2 separate regions of the Hordeum vulgare genome follow, and region 2 is linked to region 1. Evidence: chromatin contacts called from public Hi-C data. All regions are on one chromosome and are shown on one strand. The core of a region is the stretch at or near the end of the contact, and the rest is flanking DNA. Distances in the headings are between cores, read along the strand shown.

Region 1 (7,000 bases), core at 1,267-3,766:
CCGGGTACTCTAAGTGATATCAATGTGTTGCAACAGTCTCATTGTTTGCTAGGCTTGCTAGTGGTGATGCTCCTGCTTGCAAGTACACTATCAATGGGCATGAATACATAAAGGGGTACTATCTTGTAGATGGTATATACCCTCCTTGGTGCACATTTGTCAAGAGCATCAAAGACCCACAAACTAGGAAAGAGTGTGAATTCGCAAGGGCACAAGAGGCAGTCCGAAAAGACATTGAAAGAGCATTTCGGGTTTTGCAATCTAGGTTTTCCATTGTTCGTGGTCCTGCTCGGTTTTGGGACAAGCGATCCTTGAAAAACATCATGACATGTTGTGTTATTCTTCGCAATATGATTATCGAAGATGAGAGAGCCATGAACTTTGAGTTCTTCTATGACAATGTGGGTAGCCGTGTCAAACCAGCTAGAGACCCTAACCGAATTAGAACTTTTCTTCAGACCTACAAGGAGATTGAAAATGCAAACACCCACTTTCAACTTCACGAGGATCTCATTGAGCACCATTGGCAAATGACTCGGTAGTAACACATTCCATTTTCCATTCATTTTCATTTCATTCATATGTCATTTGTATACGGGACAAGTTTTTTATAGAATTATTTAATTTGCTTCGATGATTTGAATAATTATTATACTTTGGATGATTATTGTATTGTAAAATTGACATTATTATTATATTGCACATTAGTAATTCTGATTTATGAGGTTTTCGGTTTGCGGGTCGACGCAACGGCGCTCGAGTAGACCCTGCATAGCCGATCTGTAAAAGAGCATCTTTTACTAATATTCTTTTTACGAGTACGTTTTACGGGGTCTCACTCTAACCGCTCCTACCCCGGCCTGCAAAACTGTTTTTCAGCAAACTGTAAACGAGTTTTGCAGGTCGGTTTTATACGGAGTCTCCTAGAGATGCTCTTAGGATCGGCATTGAAGTGAGTCTTTGCCATGCATGCTGAAAGAACTTGGTTAGTGGATTCTAACTATTTGAATATGGAAAATATCTTTATATGAATGGTATTTAAATTTTTCTAACACAATACAGACTCAATCGCATATATACATGTTCATACATTCATCCCTATGAACGTACATGCGCACATCTTACCCCTATGAGCACCTCCGAAAGACTGAGCTGTTATATCATTTTGAGATTTACGAAGTCACCACAGGTCAGAAATAAATGTGAGCACTAGGACTTCAGAGCATCTCTAACATCCTTTCTATATTTGCACTCACTTGCTATTTTGCAAATCTTGGTAAAAAAACCTTCTCCAACAACCTTTGTATAAATGGTCCCCCACCAACTTTTTTACAAAGCTTACTATATTTGCACCCACACTTTGCATATTTGTCAAGTCAAAGGTCACTTTATAAATTTTTAGCAAGCCTCCTAAAGCCTCACTTTGTCTCAATGACAGGTGGGTCCGTATACTAGTGTGTGTTGCGCGTGCGCTGTATGTTTGCGTGTGTGTCGGCATGTGTACGTGTACGTGTTTTTTGTGTACGTGTACACGTGTGTGCTACATGTGTACGTGTGTGTACGTGTGTGCTGCATGTGTACGTGTACGTGTTGTGTACGTGTATGCATGTGTGCTGCATGTGTACGTGTTTTTTGTGTACGTGCACATGTATGTGCATGCATGTGTAAGTATGTGTACGTGTGTGCAAGTGTGTGCAAGTGTACGCGTGTGTGTATGTGTACGTGGACACGAGTTGTGTTAGTATATATATACATGTACGTATGTTAATGTGCAATGTGTTTATGACAAACTATCCCCACATGTCATTGTGTGTTTTGTGCAAATATAGCAATCCAATATACAAAGGCTACCAAAGCAAAAAAAAAACATGTTGTCTTTGTAAACCTTCTCTCTCCTCTTGCTATAACAAGTTTTTAGCAATTCAATATACAAAAATTGTTAGAGATGCTCTTAATCCTCATGAATTAAAGATACCATAATCCCTCTAACCAACCAACCATAATTTGGTTCGCGGTATTTTAAGTTTTAGGTGATCATTTAGTCTTTTGGCCATATGGATTATTGGGCCTTCAGAATTTTCCACACCATCTTGATGCGTGGGCATTCAGTCTTTTGGTCACCACCACGTAAGCCTTGCTTGCAAGTAGTTTTTGAGAAACCACTTTGGCATAAAAATAGCATTGCCATATTCTGATGTTACTGTTAAAGATAAGATCATCCAAAGTGCTACTCTCAAAATTGACCTATGAGTGGACACCTGAAATTTCTCAACCATGGAAACAATAAAAGGATGGTGAAACCCTGAGTACTTATCCATTCCAGATTCCATAAGTGCGCCGTTTCTAATCAGCCAAGCAAGAGACAAGGATCGTTCACGTGATCATGGACCCATGACACGCCACCCTCATAGCAACTGTCGAGTCTGAAAAATAGACCGTCAAATCCTTGTCACTCACTGTCTGCCACCCTCAGCCCCCCCTGCCTGTATTTGTATTTAAACCATGCATTAGCCGTGGGAGAAACTAAGCTAAACTCAAAGAGAGCGAGTGAGCGAGTGTTGCACAAACAACATGTCTGCCTGTGTCATGGCATCTTTGGCTCTGAAACCATCTTCCTCTCCTCTGTTACAACGATCCAAGCTTGGAGGCGTGCGACCATCGGCGAGGCCGTCGTTGGTCATAGTGGCCAAGAAGGCGAAGAAGGTCCAGACTGCCCAACCCTACGGTGGGTATACATATACATGTATATGGCGTAATATTCAGAGTTGAGAACCACCTTCACATGAATTTTTGTGTGTGTGCGCGCCAACTTGTAGGGCCTGGTGGTGGAGTGGCGTTCAAGGAAGGCGTCGATGCGTCTGGAAGGGTAGCCAAGGTCAGTCATAAGCGCAAGAAAGTAGATCTGACAAAATTATCACTGCTGTGCATCGCTAAATAATTTTCCAATTTAACCAGGGGAAGGGTGTTTACCAGTTTGCCGACAAGTATGGAGCAAATGTTGATGGGTACAGGTAAAGCGGTCGTAAACCCGAACCTACAGTTTTTGTCAGTAAAAAACATAATTCAGACATCTCTTCTCAAAAAACAAAACATCTTATTTGGTTCTTACTGCGTTGCAGCCCTATATACACACCAGAAGAGTGGTCTCCAAGTGGCGACGTTTATGTTGGAGGTACGCGTAGACTGGCACCTCGAACCAAATAAGTTTAGACGTTTCTTTAAGCGGATCGTACAAAATTTACTACGGGGTGTATATCTTAAATTCATTAACATTGACCTTTTTTTACTTTCTTGATTTATACTGCTATACAGGAAAGACGGGGCTGTTTCTCTGGGCAGTGACTCTTGCTGGAATTCTGCTGGGCGGTGCTCTTCTTGTCTACAGTACTAGCGCCTTGGCTTCCTGAAGCCTATGTGCAGCAAACCAAGCTATGCACCAAACGATGTGTATAATAGTGCGGATTATAACCGTCAGGACATATGTAATGGATACAAATATCACTACCCGCAAATCAGTAAATATCCTTAATTAATTACTAATGTTCTAAGCAACATGCTGCAAGCGTGATTAAGTTTTCAGTGCTAAGCTCTCTCACAATTGTTATCAACTTCTACAATTGGAATTCTTTTTTAAAGAGGAGGCAATCATCATAGAGTTGAACAGACTTTAATTCTGCAAGTAAAGATAAAGATAAAGAACGCCTGGTACCATAAATTGCATATAATTGCTGGATATTACAAAGCACTCAACAAATATTATAAATAAAGTTTTTAATTAGCCGGCTATAGTCACAGATGTCTCAGCAGGGTTCGCTATTTGGCATAGCCTGTTATTTAAAACTATGATCGTAAGGCATTGTGCATATCAGGAAATTACATGTCCTCTGCACATCAATAGAAAAATAAGTCTTTACAATATTTATGCCATTGTTTCTGCAACTGAAAGTTATAGCCCTAACAACTAGGACAATAAGAAATGGGCTTTACAATACTAAGAAAGATAGGGTTGCACGAAATAATTCTAAGAAAGATAATCTATTTATTTATTTTTCCAAATGGTGTCCAAGATGCTTCTCCTTCGGTATCAGTTGTCCGTCATTACAACCACATGTTTTGTCGTTTGGTTGCAAGATCAAAATATTGAAGTATATATGTTGATTGCCTAATCATTTTTATCAGTTTTTTTTATTACGTAGGCTGGTGCATGAAGGTTAATATTGTATCAGAGCCCAAGATTTTCAGTTCAAGTTTTGGCTTTCGCAATTTATTCAAAAATTGTTATCCCCTTTGTGTCCACATATATGCCTCTTGAATCATACATTTGAGTTTATCCACGTGTGCATAACACATGAGAAGGGTTGTTGAAATGTATATGTAAATTGCCTAGTCTTTTCATTAGTTTGGATTTTTGATTGTATTGACTAATGCATGAAGCTTAACACAAATGACTATGATACTTACTATCTTTTATGTTACCTACTTTTCAGCAAAGAATGAATTTTATTGGCAAAAATCCTAGATCTACATAAAGCTATAAACGTTTTACGTAAATTTCCTAACAAACTCTTTCCCCCAAATTTTAGGGGTGGGCGCCTTCCTCTTCTTATCTCCAATCACAAATCCCCATGTTGCATATTACGTAAATCTCGTAATTAGCATTACATAGGTGTAGCATTACTTCTTTATTGGCTCAAAAAGGAGCGTCAAAAGGACACAAATCCAAAAAGCACACATCCGACCATTGCATAGCTAGGATGAACAAAACTGACATCAATGTATATACACAAAACACGTCGACAAATAGCGAAATCATATAAGATCAAAGCTATGTGTACGCGAGGAGAAAAGAAAAACCCCAATCGACCAGATCCGTGATCGACAGACAACACCTTCATAAGGTAGCACACTCAAACGTCGTCGTCACTGGAACCAACCACTAAGACAAGAATTTAGGTTTTCACCCCAAAGAATCAATCCGAGCAATGCATTCAACAAGATGACAACATAAAAAAAATGTTGTCATTACCAGATATCTAGACCTAGACTTTCACCTCGGAGCTCCTAACGGGTGCTCGAGTAACACCACCATCAAAGTCACTCAAATGTTGTCGCCACCGCTTTTCCACGGTCCCAACAGCTACATGCCATGCGGCCATCACCGTTGCACAACCATTCCTTCACGTCAAGTCATCGCCCATAATTTGCATCTCATTGCCGAAGTCGACCACTGGATTTTGAGAGATGAACACTTTCGAAGATCTTGCAGTGACCGCCGTCATGGAGCCGTAGGAGGTCGTTGCAGTCACCCCCACTCGACCGACTGGATCTAGATCATCACCACCAAGCGGTGGACCGTAGTGCCACCGGCTAGTCAACATGCTTGCGGAAGTCCAACACCTCGCTACCACGGTCCACCTCCCAGAAGAAAGACCAGGGCAGCCGCCCAATTCCAGGTGCTACAGCCAAGCACCCACTGCTGCGTCAGACGACCATCGTCCCATGAACATGATGAGCCGTCGACATGACCGCCAAATCCAGGCACCACAATGATGCAAAGGTCGAGTTTAGGACTTTTTTGAAAAAGAATGTTACCTACTAGGAATAGAAAGTTTCTTCCCCACATGTATACTGCTCTTTTTAGGCCTTCTTTGGTTTGTAGGAATACTGTAGGAATTTCATACGATAGGGTTTTCAAAGGAAAAATTCTTGTAAAGCCCTTAGGTTTATAGGAATGGATTCCTATTCCTATATAGGATAAGAATCAATCCTTCACATTTCTTAGGGAAAAAACATTAGCCTAGACTCATTGGAAAAATTGTTATCCTATGCATCAAATGACATGACTTTCTCTACATGAATTGAGATGCATGTCATCACACTTCCTATGATTTTTCTATCCTTATGGTATTCCTATGAACCAAAGGAGGCCTTATTTATATATGTTGCAAAATAGAATAAGTGTTGTCGATCAATACAACATGAAGGAATGCTCGAACAAAACAACGGGAAAAGGAAAATGTCATCATGAATTCACCATGTTGCATCATCAAGGCCTCCTCATTGTGATAGAACAGTCTAGCCAAAAGATGCAATGGATAATCTTCTTCTACATAGTAAGAGTTATTATTATTATTATTATTATTTAGAAAAGGAGAAAGACCTCCGGCCTCTGCATCTGAGCGATGCATGCAGCCATTTTATTAATTATTCATAAAAACCTTACAAAGTAATACTCCCTCTGTCCCAAAATAAATGACTCAAAATTGACTCTACTTTGTACTAAAGTTAGTACAAAACTGAGTCATTTTTAAGTCACTTATTTTGAGACGGAGGGAGTACATTAGTAAGACCGAAGCCACCGTCTAGGCAACATATGTCGTTATTTCTATACAGTTGATGAAGAGATGTTGATAGTCTGGACCTAATACCAAACAGACCTCGTAGCCAAACCTAACATCTAAGAACTCAGGCCCCAAACAAGTCACCTGCCGGGTATGGGGCACCCACCGGTCCGGCGCACACTCAGAGGTCGCCGTCTTCAACTGCCACCAATCCATCTTCAGAACTGTACTAACGCATCCACCTTGCCCGGTCTAGCTGCCGTCGACGCCACCACGACGCCAAACATCGCCGCCCTCCTGCGCGAGTCCATCTTCGCACATCAGATGCCTAATCACCAGGGCGCCACGCCATCGAGATCCGTCGCCTTCAATGTGCAGGATGAAGCACCGCTCCACCAAAGAAAACATCCACCGGTCCTCCGAACTCGCGTACACCTCCAAGAATGACGCCCCCAAGGGGGGACACAAGCGCGCCGCCGTCTTCTGATCTATTGATCTAGGGTTTCCCCCGGAGATAGCAGATAGTGGTCTAGAACTTCTCCTCGACGATGCCTTCAAGAAGGAAACGACGCCATAGAGCGTCGCCGTTGCCGTCGCCGGCCTTGGCATCTAGCCAAGAGCAGGTTTTCACCCAGATCTGTTCAGATAACTCTATCCAG
Region 2 (7,000 bases), core at 2,607-5,106, 200 kb before region 1:
TTGTGGAGGTTCTTGTCAGAGACCTTCTCTGAGCTAGGGAACTGCCGTGAGATCCGCTTGTAGTGGCATACAATAGCAATAAGGATAAGGATGACAAGAAGAACAATGCTAGCTGCTACAAGTCCTATTTTAGCACCTGTGCTGAGTGATTTGCCACGTGCTGAACCAGATTGGGAATTGCCGGATCCAGATGAGCTAGCAGGATACTCTAATCTCGAGTTCCCGGGGTGGAAAGAAGATTCTGGGAACTTTCTCAAGTTCATAGGCACGACACCAGATAGGTCATTAAAAGAGGCATTGAGGGACTGAAGAGTATCCGGAAGTGTGTCTGGCAGTGGCCCCGTGAACTGGTTTGTTGATATGTCAAGGGCAGCAAGTGCTGCAAGCTTAGTCACAGTGGCTGGTAAAGGTCCGGAGAAGTTGTTTGAGGATATGTCAAGGACACGGAGGCCAGACAAGGAGACCACATCATCAGGGAGGCTGCCGCTAAAATGATTTCCAGAAATATCAAGCACTTCAAGACTCAAGTTTTTGGACGAGGATCCTGGGAACGATACGCCACCAGTAAGCATGTTATCTTGAATGTAGAGCTCATGCAGCATGGAGGAAGAGAGTAGATTAGCAGGAATAGGACCACTAAACTGATTGGAGCTGAGGTCAAGGACAGTGAGTTTGGGATACAAAACAACGGCTTCAGGGATGGTATCAGCTAGAGAATTATGAGAAAGATTCAGGTAGTTTAGGCGAAGGAATTGAGAGCTCACATCAGGCATAGTCCCAGTTAGATTGTTCTGGCTAAGGTCAACATATTCCAAGTCATTGCTCCATTTCCTAAAAACTGATAAATTTCCTCGAAACTGGTTATTTGATAGATCTAACACAGTGCAGCTTCCAGCAAGCAGTGGTAGATCCCCAAATAGAGCATTTGAGGACAAATTAAGGATCTGCAAGGTAGTTGATGTGATCATATTGATATGTCCTGCACAGCACAGAGAACTACAGTTAGTATGGAGGAGACTAAGACATACAAACTAATGGGCAGATAACTGACAGATTATCATAGTAGAGTGTCATGCTAGAAAAGTAAAACTGCAGATAACTATGCATGCATTTACACATGGATTTCCCACATTTTTCTAATGCTGAGAAAAAGAAAGACAATTTTACATCAGACACGTCTGTGAAGCATCAGATGCCAGTGCCATAAGTATGAAATGGAACTGTATGACACAACCATAGCTTAGCTCTGTACTGCATAGGGCTAGCCAATAACACATCGCCTAGCGCTGTCCTGCATAGGGCTAGCCAATAACACATCGCCTAGCGCTGTCCTGCATAGGGCTAGCCAATAACACACCACCCAGCGCTGTCCTGCATAGGGCCACTCTACCTTACAATGGTAAATGATCTACCAAGACAGCACACATACTCACGCGAGCAATCCCCGATCAAGTACTCCCTCTGTATCAAAATGTAAGAAATTTTTTGACACTTGTCATAGTGTCAGAAAACGTCTTATATTAAGTTGCAGAGGTAGTAGTTGCAAAGGAGAAAATCAATTGTTTCTAGGCAATGCCACAATAGACAGCAATATGTATATTTGTTTGCACATAGAAATATGATTCTGCACAGACAATTTGAAATATAGAACTGACAAAGTGGTACCATACTAAGTCAACCACCGACCAGTGAGACATCAACTTGTATCCAGTAATCACCAGCTAAGATCATATTTGTCATAACAAAATCAGCTGACATAAATAAAGAATGAAACCAGGTGCGAGATGATAAAAACACAAAGTTTCACATGAACTGTAAATAGACCAAAGTTGCAATATAACCAGAACGAGCATTGCATGCCATGCATAAAATGAAATAGCAAGAGGATCAAAAACATAAATTCTGAACTAGAGGTTATACCTGTCAGGTTATTTGCACTGAGGTCCAGTTGGTTCAACACCAGAGAATCTCCCTTCAGAAGTCCACTAGGTACAAACCCAGTGAATCCATTGTTTGCAAGGCGCAAAACTTCAAGATCATAGACATAATTGAACCCTGGGAGGTCTCCAGACAGCTTATTACTACTGAGATCAAGCACCTTCAATCTCCCAAAAGTTGAGAGCTCAACTCCATCTATCAGTGACCCGGTCAACTTGTTGTTGCTAAGGTTCAGATACAGAACTGTCTCCGAAATATCTGCGAGAAACTTGAGTTCTTTGGGGGTGGTGCTGGTGAGCAAGTTTCCACTGAAGTCAACATGAGTAACAGTTGACTCGATCAAGAATTTCCAATCGACGCCGCCATCCAATTGATTCCAGCTCAGATCCACAGACTGGAGGTTCACAAGGAGGCCAAGCCCCGCAGGAATGCCCTTTGTGAAGGCATTATATGAGAGGTTGAGAGCAACCAAGCTCCGGAGACCTTTCAGAGCTGCTGGCAATGGGCCAGACAGAGCATTGCCGCTCACATCCAGCGACTGAAGCGACGCGAGGCCATCGATGGAGTCAGGCAATGGGCCTGAGAAGTTGTTCCCGGCAAGCGACATGTTCTGCAGGCTCCGGAGACTGCCAATATCATCAGGGATCGGACCCGAGAAGCGGTTGCTGGAGATGTCCAGGAACTTCAAGCTCTTGAGACTGGCTACATTGCTAGGGAGGCTCCCGGAGAGATTGTTATTGGCCATGGAGAGCTTGACAAGCATGGTCAGGTTGGCAAACACGGAGAGATCGGCAACACCCGAGATCCGATGGCCGTCAAGCACAACTCCAGCCACGCTGGCGCCATTGCAGACGACGCCGTTCCAGGAGGCCGGGCAGCCATTGAAGTCAATTGACTCGTCATTCCAGGAGTCTGTGACGAAGCCGGCAGGGTCATGGGTGATTCCCTTCTTGAAGGCCAGGAGCGCGAGGATGTCTTGCGACGGCAGTTGGCCCAAGGCAGGGGCGGCCACCAGCAAGAGCAAAAACAGAAATCTGCCAACAAACCCCATCGGATTGACGCTCCTCCACGGGAAAGACTGGAAGCTAGCAGGCCTCAAGAAGACAGCATTTCCCGGAGCGAAAGCTGGGCTGAGCTTGGAGTGTACCTACTATCACACGGGGACTGCACAGGTACTAATAGACAGAGCTAGCACTTGTCCCTTTCAGCTTGATCTGCACAAGACAGCAGCCCACACTCACATATAGAAAAAACAAGAGATTAACTCCTTGGAACCTGAAATGGACACAGAAATGGCAGGTCAACCACAGGTTCGTTCCTGCTTTCACGGTGCACTAAGAACCAACGCAAATGGAAATGGCTAAGAACCAAATCTTTGAGCATCCAAGTAGGAAAACTAAGGTAAGAATCTAGTTGTAACACTTAACTGCCAAAGAAAGAACACAAGGACAGTTAATAAAAACCCACGCCAATAATGCAGGTAGTAGAAGAGAAGTAAAAGTACTGAGCCCCGCCCACTAAACGCAACCACCCACCACAGCTTCTCGGCCATGAACACAACGGAACACAGCTCAAAAGCAGCAGAAAGTCATCTCCCCTCCAAGAAAGCAAGAAACCAACCCTCGAAGTGCAGGGCAGCGGAGGAGCAAAAAAAAAAGTGGCTGCAACGCAATGAGCTACCCCATTTGCATCTCCCTTACCGCGCAAATGACAAGAAGTGTGAGGCACCGGCACTCCGGGAATGATTGGGCTGAGCTGGGTTGCAGTACAGGGGAGGCAAGGCAATGCGGTGGGGCTGAGCGGGAGCCGGGGGTGAGAGGGCAGGTGCGGAGGGAACCCTAACCCTAGCAGCCGGGGGTGGGGATAATGGCTGCCGAGAAGAGGGGCGGAGGAAGAGAGTGGGGCGGAGGAGGGGGAGAGCAGAGTGGAGTGGCAAGGGGCAGTGGGGGATGGGCGGGGTGTCCTTTCTCTGTGTTTGGCGCAACAAAGAGATTTTTTTTTCTGCTTGCGGGCGCGGCACCTTACTGTGACTTTTGCGTTATGGTCCTTACAGGAGGTTTTATATATATACTTGGACCTTCCGCCTTCGTGAGTGTTGGGGGTGTGTATGTGTGACTAGTAGCACCACGTAAGATGTGGGTGGGGGTTCAAAACGTGAAACGGCAGCGAAAAGGAGAAGGCTTTTCTTTCCCGCGATGTCGCTCGAGCCGCACCCGCCAGAAAACACAGCAGCCAGCCTCGGGTCCTGTCCTCTCCTCGCGGACCCCAAACCCGCGGGTCAAGTGCAGCTCACTCCCCCGCCTCCACGCACGCACACCGTCAAAAGGGTTCGTATCGTTTCACCATGGGCCCCGTTCCGCAGATCCCGGTCTCCGCGGTCGCTGCGTTTCGTTTAATGGCCTCGTCAGCCGAGCCCGGAACCACATACGGGAGGAAAATGTGCGTGGGTTTTCCTTTCGGCTTTGCTAACAAGTCTTAGTTAATACTCCCTCCGTTCCTAAATACTCCATCTATTTCTAAATATAAGTCTTTTAAGCGATTTCACTATGTGTCTACATACGGAGCAAAATAATTGAATGTACACTATAAAGTATGTCTATATACATCCGTATGTAGTTCATTGGTGAAATCTCTACAAAGACTTATATTTAGGAACGGAGGGAGTATAAGTCTTTTAAGAGATTTCATTAGAGGTCTACATACGAAGCAAAATGAATGAATCTATACTCTAAACTATGACTATATACATCCGTATGTAGTATACTATTGAAATCTCTTAAAAGACTTATATTTAGGAACGGAGGGAGTACTATACTCCGTTGATTTTACATTAGGATTCATGCAAACAATATATTTTTTTTCTTTTTACATACTATATTACTCCGTACTTGACTAAAACTTGGCGAAGTCTTAGTCGACTCAGACCTAGACATTCATTTTTTCTTTGGTTTGCCACTTGTTTTTTGACACTCATACATTTGCACATCTACTTTTCCTTTTTGCAGGAAATATGCACATCATACGCACCCTATGGTCATAGTGATGATATCTTAATCGGTATCATGCATTCAAGAATACTAAATATGATGATGTGACACAGAATTAAAGCAGAAAGAGGGTTAGCTAGGTTGTAATGAAAAGTATCATACATATGATACTACTATATGATAGTACATTCATAGTGCATAACATCATAAGATAGTTCATTTATTGTCATGCATGACACATAGTAATACATCGTTTATTATGATACGGTATCATGATATGATACTCAACTCTCTCTTTCTTCATTTAATTCTATTACACTTCATCAAAATTGTCTAGTTGGCATGCTTGATACTACATGTGATACTTTCATTATGACTGCTCTTAAAGTAACATAGGTAGATACTGTATCATGTTAAATGTTATGCTATTTTACGTCATGCATGACAATAAATAAGATCATATATGATACTACTCTGTGATACTATGTACTATAAAAATAGTATCACATGCATGATAGAGGGGTGGTGTTTTGGCTGTCGGGAGCATATGCTCCCGGGTGAACAGTAACGCAAAAAACAGTACTAAATGTTTTTGAAAAAAATGAATTTTTGTGTAGATGATTGTATTATTGTCGCAAACATGCATGACAATTTTCGTGTGATAAGGAGCAACGGTGTTTCGTCGATAAGAAAACAAATTTGGGATGACATTTTGGGGTAACTTTTGGTGTTCAAATTCTTTTTTTTTTTGCACAACCCAAAATATTTTACCTTTTTGCCTCAAAATTTGCAGGTAGCATTTGAATGTGACTAAGTACACAAATAAATTTTGTTAAGTTTTTTTTTCATTTTGAACTTTTTTTGGGCCTTGGGAGCATTTGTTCGCGGGAGCCGAAATGCATTTTTGAATTTTTTGCAACTATTTAATTGCATGATCAAATTTCTATAGATCTAGATAAAGTTTGATGACCTGTGTTTTTTTAAAACTATTTGATGACTATTGATGAAATTTTTTGCAACTATTTGATGACTCTGGTCGAATGACCCTCGTCGAGCGAGATGTCCGCTGACACATCCGGATGTGTTCACACACATTTGATGATGTCAATTTGGTGACCTGTGTTTTTTAAAAACTTGTGGTTTATTCATTAGAAATAACCGTTACATCGTCTATGTGGGATGGTACAATTTCAATATTTGGCTCCTCAAACCAATTAGAAACAAACGAAAATCTAGCCAATCTAGCAAGTTCGTGAGCAACTTGATTTGCTTCTCTAGTACAATGCTTCATCTAGAAATGGTAAAATCATAAGCTAATGAAAACAACCATAAAAAACTATCACCGCTGCCCCTAGCGATTGTCCTCCTTCCTTCATGGTATAAATCACCACCATGTTGGCCGAGTTAATAATAATGCGATTGCATCCTACCCTTTGTGCCAGGGAAAAACCAAATTTTAGGAACAGAGCTTCAGCCATCATAACATCTATGCACCAGTCAATATTACCATTAACTCCAGCAATAACTCTACCTTTGCGCCTGTTAATACTGCTCCCAACATACCCCTAAGTAAGTCATGGTCAAAAGGAGCATCAATGCTAAGTTTAACAAACCCTACCGGAGGGCAATACTAACCCCTTTTTTCATGGAGGCCTATTGTGGCGTAGCAGTAACAAAATTTGTCGTAAGAACCCGGATTCCCATTGAAATCCGGTGTGCATTCTGAGTGGTCTCCTTGTGAACCAATTTACGCCTTTCCAATCACAGGTACCAAGATGATATGACAATCATTTCACACACATTTTGGATGTCCATAATACACAATTCATAATTGGGCATTGAAAGTAAATATTCCAAAACTGCTTCACCCGGACGAGACAAACTCTATCGATAATATCATCCATCCCCAGCCTTGTCCACACTTCCTTTCCTCTCTTGCATAAAATAAGCAAATTCTTTGTATCTTCTAGTACATACGAGCAGGCAAGGCAATTGGGCGAGACTTTCATGTATCTATTGGCTAACGCAACACAACACGAAAAGGGTGCCATGTAGCGTACGCCAAATAAAAAAAT

Evidence for each region. Hi-C and Micro-C count contacts between places; a contact is called where the count stands out from the background.
Region 2: a Hi-C map of leaf shows a contact between it and region 1, with 2.4 times the contacts expected there. The contact joins the promoter of LOC123426279 here to the promoter of LOC123426278 in region 1. A contact is called at or near these places in 3 of 6 Hi-C or Micro-C datasets (leaf and seedling) and 1 of 1 datasets of contacts at active chromatin or transcription factors (embryo).

The regions. Positions count from the first base shown.
Region 1 is chr2H:357,417,744-357,424,743 of MorexV3_pseudomolecules_assembly, reverse strand. It overlaps LOC123426278 (photosystem II 10 kDa polypeptide, chloroplastic), which reads left to right and starts at 2,516. Exons shown (of 5, transcript XM_045110078.1): 1 at 2,516-2,725; 2 at 2,817-2,875; 3 at 2,956-3,011; 4 at 3,120-3,172; 5 at 3,313-3,533. The coding sequence starts at 2,572. The coding sequence ends at 3,407.
Region 2 is chr2H:357,623,878-357,630,877 of MorexV3_pseudomolecules_assembly, reverse strand. LOC123426279 (LRR receptor-like serine/threonine-protein kinase GHR1) reads right to left here and starts at 3,856. Exons shown (of 4, transcript XM_045110079.1): 1 at 3,639-3,856; 2 at 1,921-3,213; 3 at 1-979. The coding sequence starts at 2,989.